2 separate regions of the Sus scrofa genome follow, and region 2 is linked to region 1. Evidence: chromatin contacts called from public Hi-C data. All regions are on one chromosome and are shown on one strand. Each heading gives the region's core, a stretch centred on a gene start, on an enhancer-like site or on the middle of the called end of the contact. The rest is flanking DNA. Distances are from core to core; before and after follow the strand shown.

What was found. A called contact is a pair of places that touch in the nucleus more often than the background predicts.
Region 2: a contact with region 1 is called in a Hi-C map of alveolar macrophages, with 1.8 times the contacts expected there. The contact joins two enhancer-like sites. A contact is called at or near these places in 4 of 47 Hi-C or Micro-C datasets (alveolar macrophages, embryonic fibroblasts, epiblast stem cells and 1 more).

Annotation. Positions count from the first base shown.
Region 1 is chr14:124,029,317-124,033,955 of Sscrofa11.1, reverse strand. The region is part of intron 2 of CASP7 (caspase-7); the gene reads right to left. Among named protein-coding and RNA genes, the nearest start is that of CASP7, 14 kb to the right of the region's middle. Within about 2 kb of position 2,290, at least 21 of the 83 cell types and tissues checked have an H3K27ac peak or open chromatin away from gene starts, as enhancers often do. A contact at or near this core is called in alveolar macrophages, where this site is marked.
Region 2 is chr14:124,231,154-124,235,719 of Sscrofa11.1, reverse strand. It overlaps NHLRC2 (NHL repeat containing 2), which reads right to left. Exons shown (of 11, transcript NM_001243561.1): 11 at 220-704. The coding sequence ends at 448. Among named protein-coding and RNA genes, the nearest start is that of NHLRC2, 71 kb to the right of the region's middle. Within about 2 kb of position 2,894, at least 13 of the 83 cell types and tissues checked have an H3K27ac peak or open chromatin away from gene starts, as enhancers often do. A contact at or near this core is called in alveolar macrophages, where this site is marked.

The sequences.
Region 1 (4,639 bases), core at 1,041-3,540:
TCTGAACCTGGGTTGTCCAACTCCACACCAGCACAGCTATCTCTTTTTTTTTTTTGGCTTTTTACAGCCAAACCCATGGCACATGGAGGTTCCCAGGCTAGGGGTCAAACTGGAGCTGCAGCCACCAGCCACAGCCACAGCCACAGCCATGCAGGATCTGAGCCGTGTCTGCGACCTATACTACAGCTCATGGCAACGCTGGATCCTTAACCCACTGAATGAGGCCAGGGATTGAACCCACAACCTCATGGTTACTAGTCAGATTCGTTTCCACTGTGCCACAACTGGAACTACACGGCTGTCATTTTAAGTAGTATCATCACTGCTTCAAATACAGCATTAAGTCTTTATTACGCTTTATATACAAATTTGCATACAGACAATCAGTATCCTGGAGTCTGAATCTGAAGTCTTCCTTTATTGAAAAGTCAAGCCCCTGGGTATGTTTTAAGGTTTGTTTGCTTTTAGAGGGCTCAGACCTGGCCTCTTGAAATTAACAAGTGTGAGAGAAAAGCTTTCCCTTAATTTGGGACACAGTCTTTGGAATGAGGTAAGGTCTGCTTTCTTTGTTCTTTTCTCTGCTTCCAAAGCATGGTTTCTTCTGAAACACTATTCCCAGTCTTTTTTTCTTTTTGGCCACACCTACAAAATGTGGAAGTTCCCAGGCCAGGGATAGAATACTGTGTCATAGCAACAACTCGAGCAGCTACAATGACTTAAGCTGCTGCCAGGTCCTTAACCTGCGGCACCATGAGGGAACTTCCTCGATCTTTCTTGTAATTACACAAATACCATGTTTTGGGTTTTTTGTCTTTTACATAAGGACCTGATTATAACACTTACTGGTGGAGCAACTCAATTTGCAGTCCAGGAGAAAGAAGAATTACAACCAAGTGGCATTTATGAAACACATGCCAGGAGGACAAAGGTTGGAACACGAAGATGATACAGAGGAGAAACCCCAAGGGATCTGAGCCTGAGGCTCAAAAGTAGGGAGTTTACCAAGTTTTGAAAACAAGCCTTTTCTCCCACCCTCTTCAGTTGGGAGCTGGAAGGATAAACACATCCCTCAGCAGGGGCACCTGAGGCTCCACCAAGGCCCTGGGGAAATTTGAGAGCCTGTGCAATCTGTTTGCTACTTTCTTTTTTATTTCCTTTAACAGTGACCTTGAGCAGAGCTCAGAAACGGCCTTTAATTTCATAGCTGAAGTGTTCCCGGGAGGGGATATCTCCCAGGCTACGCGGCAGGGCTTGGTCTTGTACCTGCAACAGCTCCCAGTGGTGCCACCAGCATCAAATTCACATGGCCCTAGGGCTCCCCCACTTCCCAGACCTGTGCAGTGTGGGCCAGCCTGACCATCATGCCCCTGGTGGCTCCAGCCCCAGCAGGCAGGCTCTTCCAGTCCCCTGATCACCCCACTGCCTTTTCTCTGACAAGTCCCAACTCCTCCTCTAGCCCCCCTCGCCCTTCCTCTCCCAGCCTCCCATAACTCCTCATACTCCATAGTTTGGCAATCAGTTATTTCCTGTTCTTAGCTATTTTCCTAGACATTCACTAAGAACTTGAGTTTATATCAAGGGCAGGGACCACATCGTTACCTTGGGTGGCAGGTAACCTGGGCTAGCTGCAGGGCTACCTTTACAATGAGAGGCATCCTTCTTCAAGTTCTCATACAACATGAGGCCTCATAAACTATGGCTCATGATGGACACAGACTGGGCACACACAAGTGTCCCTTTGTACTGAGGGGGATCAGTTCCAGGACTCCTGAGGATACCAAAATCCACGGATGCTCAAGTCCCATATTTAAATGGAGTAGTATTTGCATAGAACCTATGCACATCCTCCTTCAGACTTTAAATTCTCTCTAGATTACTTCTACTGCCTCAAACAATATAAATGCTATACGAATAGTTGCCAGCACTCAGCAAACCCAAGTTTTGCTTTTTGGAACTGTCTGGTATTTTTTTCTCCTAACATTTTCGATCTGCCATTGGTTGAATCCACAGATACGGAGCCCACGGATACAGGGGGCAGACTGTACTTATTTCTTCTAAGTCATTTTTTATAGTCTAAACACTTGATTAATTTTAAATTTACATGCTAAATATGTTTTTCCTTTGTGGTTTTCTGTGTTTTCCAAGGGTTCTTCAATAATCAGATAAGTAGAAGACATTTTAATAAATTTTTGTTTTTTAAGAATGGTGAATTAAGGAAGTCTGGTTTATTGAGCTCAGTGAGATGGATATAAAATGATGCTGTCCTGCCATCTAGTGGCAGTGAAACAAAAAAGCCAAGACAAGTCTCAGGGCCTGGGAGTACCTAGGACTGTTGAGTCCCACCCACGCTTTGGAGGCTGCAGTGGGGGTGGGGGTGGAAGGGGTCTTTTCTTTTCCCAGAATCCTTGAGGTTTCTAGGGGGAGATTGAGAGTCCTTAGTTAGAGTCAGGTGGGGGTGCTATTGCCCCTCAACTGCAATTATGTCCCTGCAATTCTGACACCCTAGAGAAGGGAGCTGGGGATGGGACGGGAGGGGGAAGGTGCGGGCCGTCAGCTGCAGGGAGCACCCAGAGCAGCCAGGCTGCACCCACACCTCGGCCGCAAGGGGTGCAAAGCTCCCCACACACCACAGAGGGGAGCACATGAGGGGCTATGGCACCTGCCGGATTTGCGGGAAACAACCAAGGGCTAGTGCTGTTTTCAGATGACCCCAGTTAGTTACAGAATAATGATCCCAGTTAGAATCCAGAAGGCACAGAGGATAAGTTCAGAGTGTCCGCACGCCACGTGTGATAAGGGGCGCTCCCTCTGTTCAAGTCACACTTAGTCTCACCCCATCATACAAGAGGTCCCTGATGCCATCCAAGTTGCTCTCTAGTTCTCCAACAACAAAGCAGAGAGAACAGAGGCCGCAGGTAGTCAGGGGAACACGGAAAGGCAGCCAATGCTGGGGCAGTTCTGTCATTGTGACACTAGAAATATAAACTGTATTACCCCTTTGCACAGCAAGAGGGCGCAGTGGGCACTCGTGACTGCAACCCTTCCCCGTGGTCCAGGTCCCACTTTCCTCAATTCCTTCGCCAGCCCCTCCTTCCACTTGGTCAAACGTCTGGCAGCTTCTACCTCCCTGGCACCTCTGTGGTCCAGCTGCTCCCTTCCAGTGGCCCCAGCCCTGCTCCATCTACTTCATCCATTCTGGCCTGGGACGCGCAACAGCCTCCTAACCCACTTCCGCTCTCCACCCAGCCACTCGTCAGCACTTTCCCCTTCACGGGGCAGCTCGGCTGTCCTGGTGGGCATCCGTAGGTATAAGTGATCGAGTCACTCGACCGCTTAAGTCCTTTAGTGACTTCCCCGTCCTTATTAGGATTGATTCCAACTCCTTCAGGTGAACTGTGGATAACCCCTTCTGCAATCTCCCTGGGGCCATCTCCCTGCATCTCTGCTCTGTCCCTTCCCGGCACCATCATTCCTCAAACACCAGTTCCACGTCTGCCTTCCGCAGCGGGATGTGAGTGTCTGGGTCAGAGACCACACTGATCTTGTTGCTCCTGTTCCTGGCTGCAGCCCCAGGGCCAAACACAGCGCCTGGCATGTGAAGGTGGCTACAGAGTCCTGGTGGAGAGCTTGGCTTGAGAGGCAGGTGAACGCAGGTTCAAACCCTGGCTCTACCACTAATCAACTAAGGGACTTGGCACAAGGGACTTATGTTCTGTCATTTCATAGATATTTAATGAGTGAATGAAATATTGAATTACTGACCAAAAATGTCATCTCACATGATTAAAGCCAGTGATACTTTCCTAGATGAAACTTTAAAATCTTTTAAAAAGAAGGAAAAACGTAAATTTTAAGGGTATGTCACAAATCGTGATTGAATTTTACTTGCACTGACTGCCTCCTTGGTAGGCAGTATGATCTAACATGGGGGTATGAGTTGGATGCCAAGTGAAGGCAGAGAAAATAAGCAACTAACATTTCACAACCTGGACGAGTAAGAGAGTAAGTTGATACTTACTGGAGCTCAATGTCATTCAATAATTCAAAAATCATGTCTTATAATTCAGACAACCAAAATCAGCAGTTTAGAAAATGGAACAAATATTTTGGAAACTACTTCATGTTTATTTTGATAAGATAAAATAATATTTTGATGCCAATATCAGCTACACTATAGAAAAGACACAGTGGATCAGAATCCAGATTATCCAGGCTTATTTACCTGAATTTAAGGGGGATTAAAAAAAACTGCACATCAGAGACCACATCTATTTTTGCAAAATGATAGGTGATGAAAGCAGTGCTCTCCAACCAGCGAACTCAAAACCTTTCCAAGGGGTGCAGACAAGATGGTTTTAAGTGAATAAACTGCCGGACCCTCAATCTCCATTTGTCTTTTTCCTGTAAACTGGTCCGTGTGAGTATGAAAACAGCTCCCCCTTCTCAGTCTCCTGTCTCCCCCCACTTAACAGGGCAGACCTCTACCCACCCTGCACCTTAGGTGATATCAAAACTGCCACATTGTCTAATTAAGGGACAATTCAAATCTCCCTATCCGTGAGTCTCCCTGGATCAGGCACTGGGGTATGCTGAGAAAGAAAGAGTTTCCGACTTAGATGAGAGTCTGATAAGGGTGAAG
Region 2 (4,566 bases), core at 1,645-4,144, 200 kb before region 1:
CCTTGAATGGGAGGTGTCCTTATACCAACACACGTACTGGAGCTTAAGTTCTGTTGTTTAAAGCTACTGTGAAATTTACATATTCAGATATGCTGCTTGATATTAATAAAGGTACAAAGAGTTAAAATATTTGGTATCATTATTATCAGTATTCACTGCAAATTATCTCCTAACCGATAATATTTTGTCCTATAACGTGGACTTAAGTCTTGTGCCAAATAGCAGCATAGATTACAGAATCACGGTTCAAATCATGGTCAAAGATTTAGCTGGTACACAGCCAAGAATGAAGGACATTCTTTATAATAAATAATTAAATAAGGAGCATAGCTGCATTTTCATACCAGTTACTAGAACTAAACAATGGGTTTCTGGGTATCCAGAGGTGGAAATTACAGTGATGGTGGGGACTGGAGAACAGGTGGCACTGGGCTGCGTGCCAGCCTGCTAAAATATGTACTTGAGTTCTACTGGTGCTATGTAGCTTTGTTGTGTATTGGTTATTTGTAAAGGCTGACTGAACAAAATTCCCTTCATCATACAGGCACTGCTGTCTGTGCTACAGTAATAAAGAAACACGCTGATAGACAGAACGACTTCGAGAGATACACAGTCTCCAGGAATCTGCAGTGAGATTGTTGGTTGATTGGAAATGCTCTCTATCTCTCCAGATGGTATCTGTCCTTGAAGAAGCCATTCATTGCCTAGAAGATAAAAATGTAAATTATTAGGACTATATAAGAAGACAAGTATGAAATCAAACAAACCTTACAAAGATTAGATTCATTCAATCAACAAAGGTTTACTGAAAGCCTCTGAGTGCCAGGCATTGTGCTCTCTGGGAAGGACATAAACAAATAAGATGTGAGAAGTTTCCAGTCTAATCATCTTGATAGCAAATTAAAATTCTTCCTCTGAACACTGAAAAATAAATTATATATTGATTCCTACTGAAATCAAGGTGAATATTGAAAATAATAGTTATAGATTTAAAATGTGGTTACAGAGTTAAAAAGAAACCTATTAATAAGTTCTAGAAATAAACAGGACACTTTAGAAAACATCATTTTTGGAGTTCCCTGGTGGCATAGCAGGTTAAGGATTTGGTGTTGTTACTGCAGTGGCTGAGGTTGCTGTTGTGGCACAGTTTCAACACCTGGCAGGGAACTTCCACATGTCATTACGCAGCCAAAAAAAAAGAAAAGAAAACAGATAAAAATGTCTAGGAATTTAATATGCAAACTCCAAAATAATCTAGGGAATACAAATGTATGTGTAACTGCAGTGACTTTCAAGTTAAGACAATGATGAATTATCGAATATCCAAAGGTAATGATAATAAAAAAAAGGCACTTTTTTTTTTAGAAAAAAGTAACAATGTATATACATTATTCCAATGGACTCAATGTAAAAAATCTAAGAGTCTGTCCACCTCGTTTTAACACATAAAACTCTTATGAGACTTAAATACACACTTATCTATATAACGAAGTATAAAAACCACTAAAAATTGTTAAACCTTCTAGTATTAAAGTTTTTAAAATGTTTTTACTCACCCAGGGCCCTCTCTCAGAAGCAACATGTGTGTCATACTGAAAAACACATACACTGACACTAAGCGTTAGAGGGGGGTTAGATATTAAGAGCCAGCATTTGGGAAACACAGGACATGCTCTCCTGCCTTCTTAAACAGAATACACTGAGCATAACAGAATGACTTATCAATGACTTGGGGCCACAAAAATGGACCATCTATGGAGTAGTGGTGAAATTTTATGTCTACTTTTTAGCTTTTCTTTCTTTTGATCTCAGGATGCATCAACAGACTAGAGCACCTGCCTCTACTGGTCCTCTCCATCTCTCCTTTAGTTTGTTGCTTCTGATATTCTGGTGAGTGAAAAATTAAATTTGAGAAAAATATATCAAATAAGAGTAAGGACAATGTGAAAGGTAAGCATCTAAAGTTAAGTGCAGAGCTTTTTAAACAATTCTTCAAAAATTCTCTGGCCTTCTTTGCTTATTTATGGATTGAGAAGTATGTTTTAATGTTTGATTTTTTTTTTTTTGAGAGAGAGCAGATTATTTGGGGAACTCCATATATTTTAGATAAAAACATGAAAATAATAAATTACGCTATTTTAATGTCCAATTCTAGAAATAAAACTGACAACATTTCCTTAGACACTGTTTAGATACATCACATGTGGGACCTGTGAAGCTGTAACACGCTAGCCTAGCGGTGCTTTTGGACTGCTACTTATTTATTTATTTATTTATTTACTTACTGGCAACTTTAAGATTCTACAGACCAAAATGTTAAAAGTGTTTCTGTCTCTAAATAACTAGCCAAGAAGAAAAAAAAAGTCCTTTAGTCACATATTTACAAACATAGCCTATAAAACAATTTTTGAAATCGTACATTAGGATTCTTACCTGAAAGCTTATTTGTCCCTATACAATAAAAATGGAGCCAATATCTTGTACAACTGTTAAGATGGCCAAGAATCTACTTCACTTTCCTTTAATACTATTCACATTTTGTATTTCAATAACTCATTATTAACTTGTGTGTTTGCAAAGTAGATTTAAAATAAACATGTTAACTTGTCAGTATCCTATTTTAAAAAACAAATACACTGCTCTTTAATTTCAAACAGAGAAATTAACAGTGATCACCAGCTGATGCAATGCTTTCAGATGAGAACACACAGGCAGAACAGATACACTGGCGGTGGAGGACGTATGCTGAACCTTCAGAGGACTGAGGACTGAAGGGTCAGGGTGAGTTCTCTTCCCCGCAGAGCTAGCTCCAAACACCCTTGAGCTGCAGGGCTCAACCCTCTCCTCTGAGTGGAGGGGAGGGGGTGACTTCCCCACAGGCTCAGTCAGTCTCTCCAGGGCCAGCAAACTCTAAGCCAAGATCTGCCAGCCTCCCAAGAACTCTCTGTCCTCTCGGTGTGGGTACCAAGTGGGGAGCTGCAGCTGCTGCCCTGAGAATGTACAAGGTAAGAAGGCATAGAACTGGGATCTGGGTAACATACGAAAGAAAAGTGTGTGAGAGGCCACAAGGGAGGGGGAGTGGGGTAGGAAACAGAGAACTGAGTGAGAACATGTGAAAGAGCGTGGGACACTAGGACAGAGGAAGATTATTGGAGACAAGAGGTCAGAATTTAGCTCCGGACTACTAATATGTCACTTTAAAACTGTTGTCCACTCTATTAGAGAAGCTGGAAGGCACTGCTGCTGGAAGACAAGTAATATACTGATTACTTGTAACTGTGATGAAAACGCACATCTAAATCTTTACATAATTTACAGTAACTGAACACCTTTGAGAATAGACTCAAACAGGAAGTGTTCTTAGATTAAAGAATCACAAATTAGTGAGTGAGGACAAAGGCTCTGCCTGGATTCTAAGCATAGTAATTCATTTATATTCAATTCCATGTTCTCCTCCAACAATGGTTTTTCTTCTACTTGAACAGCATACTTTTAGGCAATGGCTTTGGCATCCATTTTCCTGTAGTAAGCAAGTTAATGGAGCTCAAATTCTACCTTTGGAATCTCTAGAGAAGAAACTGTGGTTTCAAGCTTAATAACTTGTAAATCAAGTTTAATGATAGTATTAAAATAAAATGAACAGCAAGTGAAAGCTCTAAAGCATTTGACAGACACTATCTGGAAATGTGAAAGATAATAATAAAACAACCAAATTAGAATCTATGCCAAGCTACTTCAGTTAAAAGCAAGCTTCCCCCCCACCCCTTCTTTGTTTTAGGGCTGCATCTGTGACACATGGAGGTTTCCAGGCTAGGGGTTGAACTGGAGCTACAGCTGTTGGCCTACACCACACTCACAGCAACACAGGATCTGAGCTTCATCTGCAACCTCCACCACAGCTCACGGCAACGCTGGATACTTAACCCACTAAGCGAGGCCAGGGACTGGATGGAATCTGCATTATCCTCATGGATACTAGTCAGGTTCGTTATCACCGAGCCACAATGGGAACTCCCAAAAGCAGGCATGCATTTTTAGAAAACAACATACTTAGGGGGGAAATCACTTTAATTCTTCAGAATAGAATCTGTGAGATTTTTACCATGGATTTAGAAGGTAGAGTGGCAATCACAATTAATACTGAATCAGGACTCACAGACCTGCTGATCAAACCAGTTAGTCAACATCTACACTTCCTTGTGCCTAACTCTGGCTAGAGAAAAACACTCTCCCCGTGGACTAGCCTGACTTCCAATTCATGACAGCTAGCCCCAAATGCAGCCTTCAGGCCGTTCAGCAGTCCTACTGTATTTCCTTTGGGTGGTCATCCTCTCACTTTCCCGGCCCTCTTCTTTCTTCAAACCTCCAAACCGTCTCCTCCACCACCTCTTTCTCTCGGCTGACGGCTGTGCTTGCCAACGTACTAAGAGAACAGAAGCTTTCAGGAAAGAACTTCCACAAGCACCCACCTTCACAGCTACCCATCCAGATTACTGGGCCTTCTCTCTTTACTGGGGAAATGCTGCCCACATTCCTAGCAAAGGCCAGCCTTCCCCTTGTGCACTA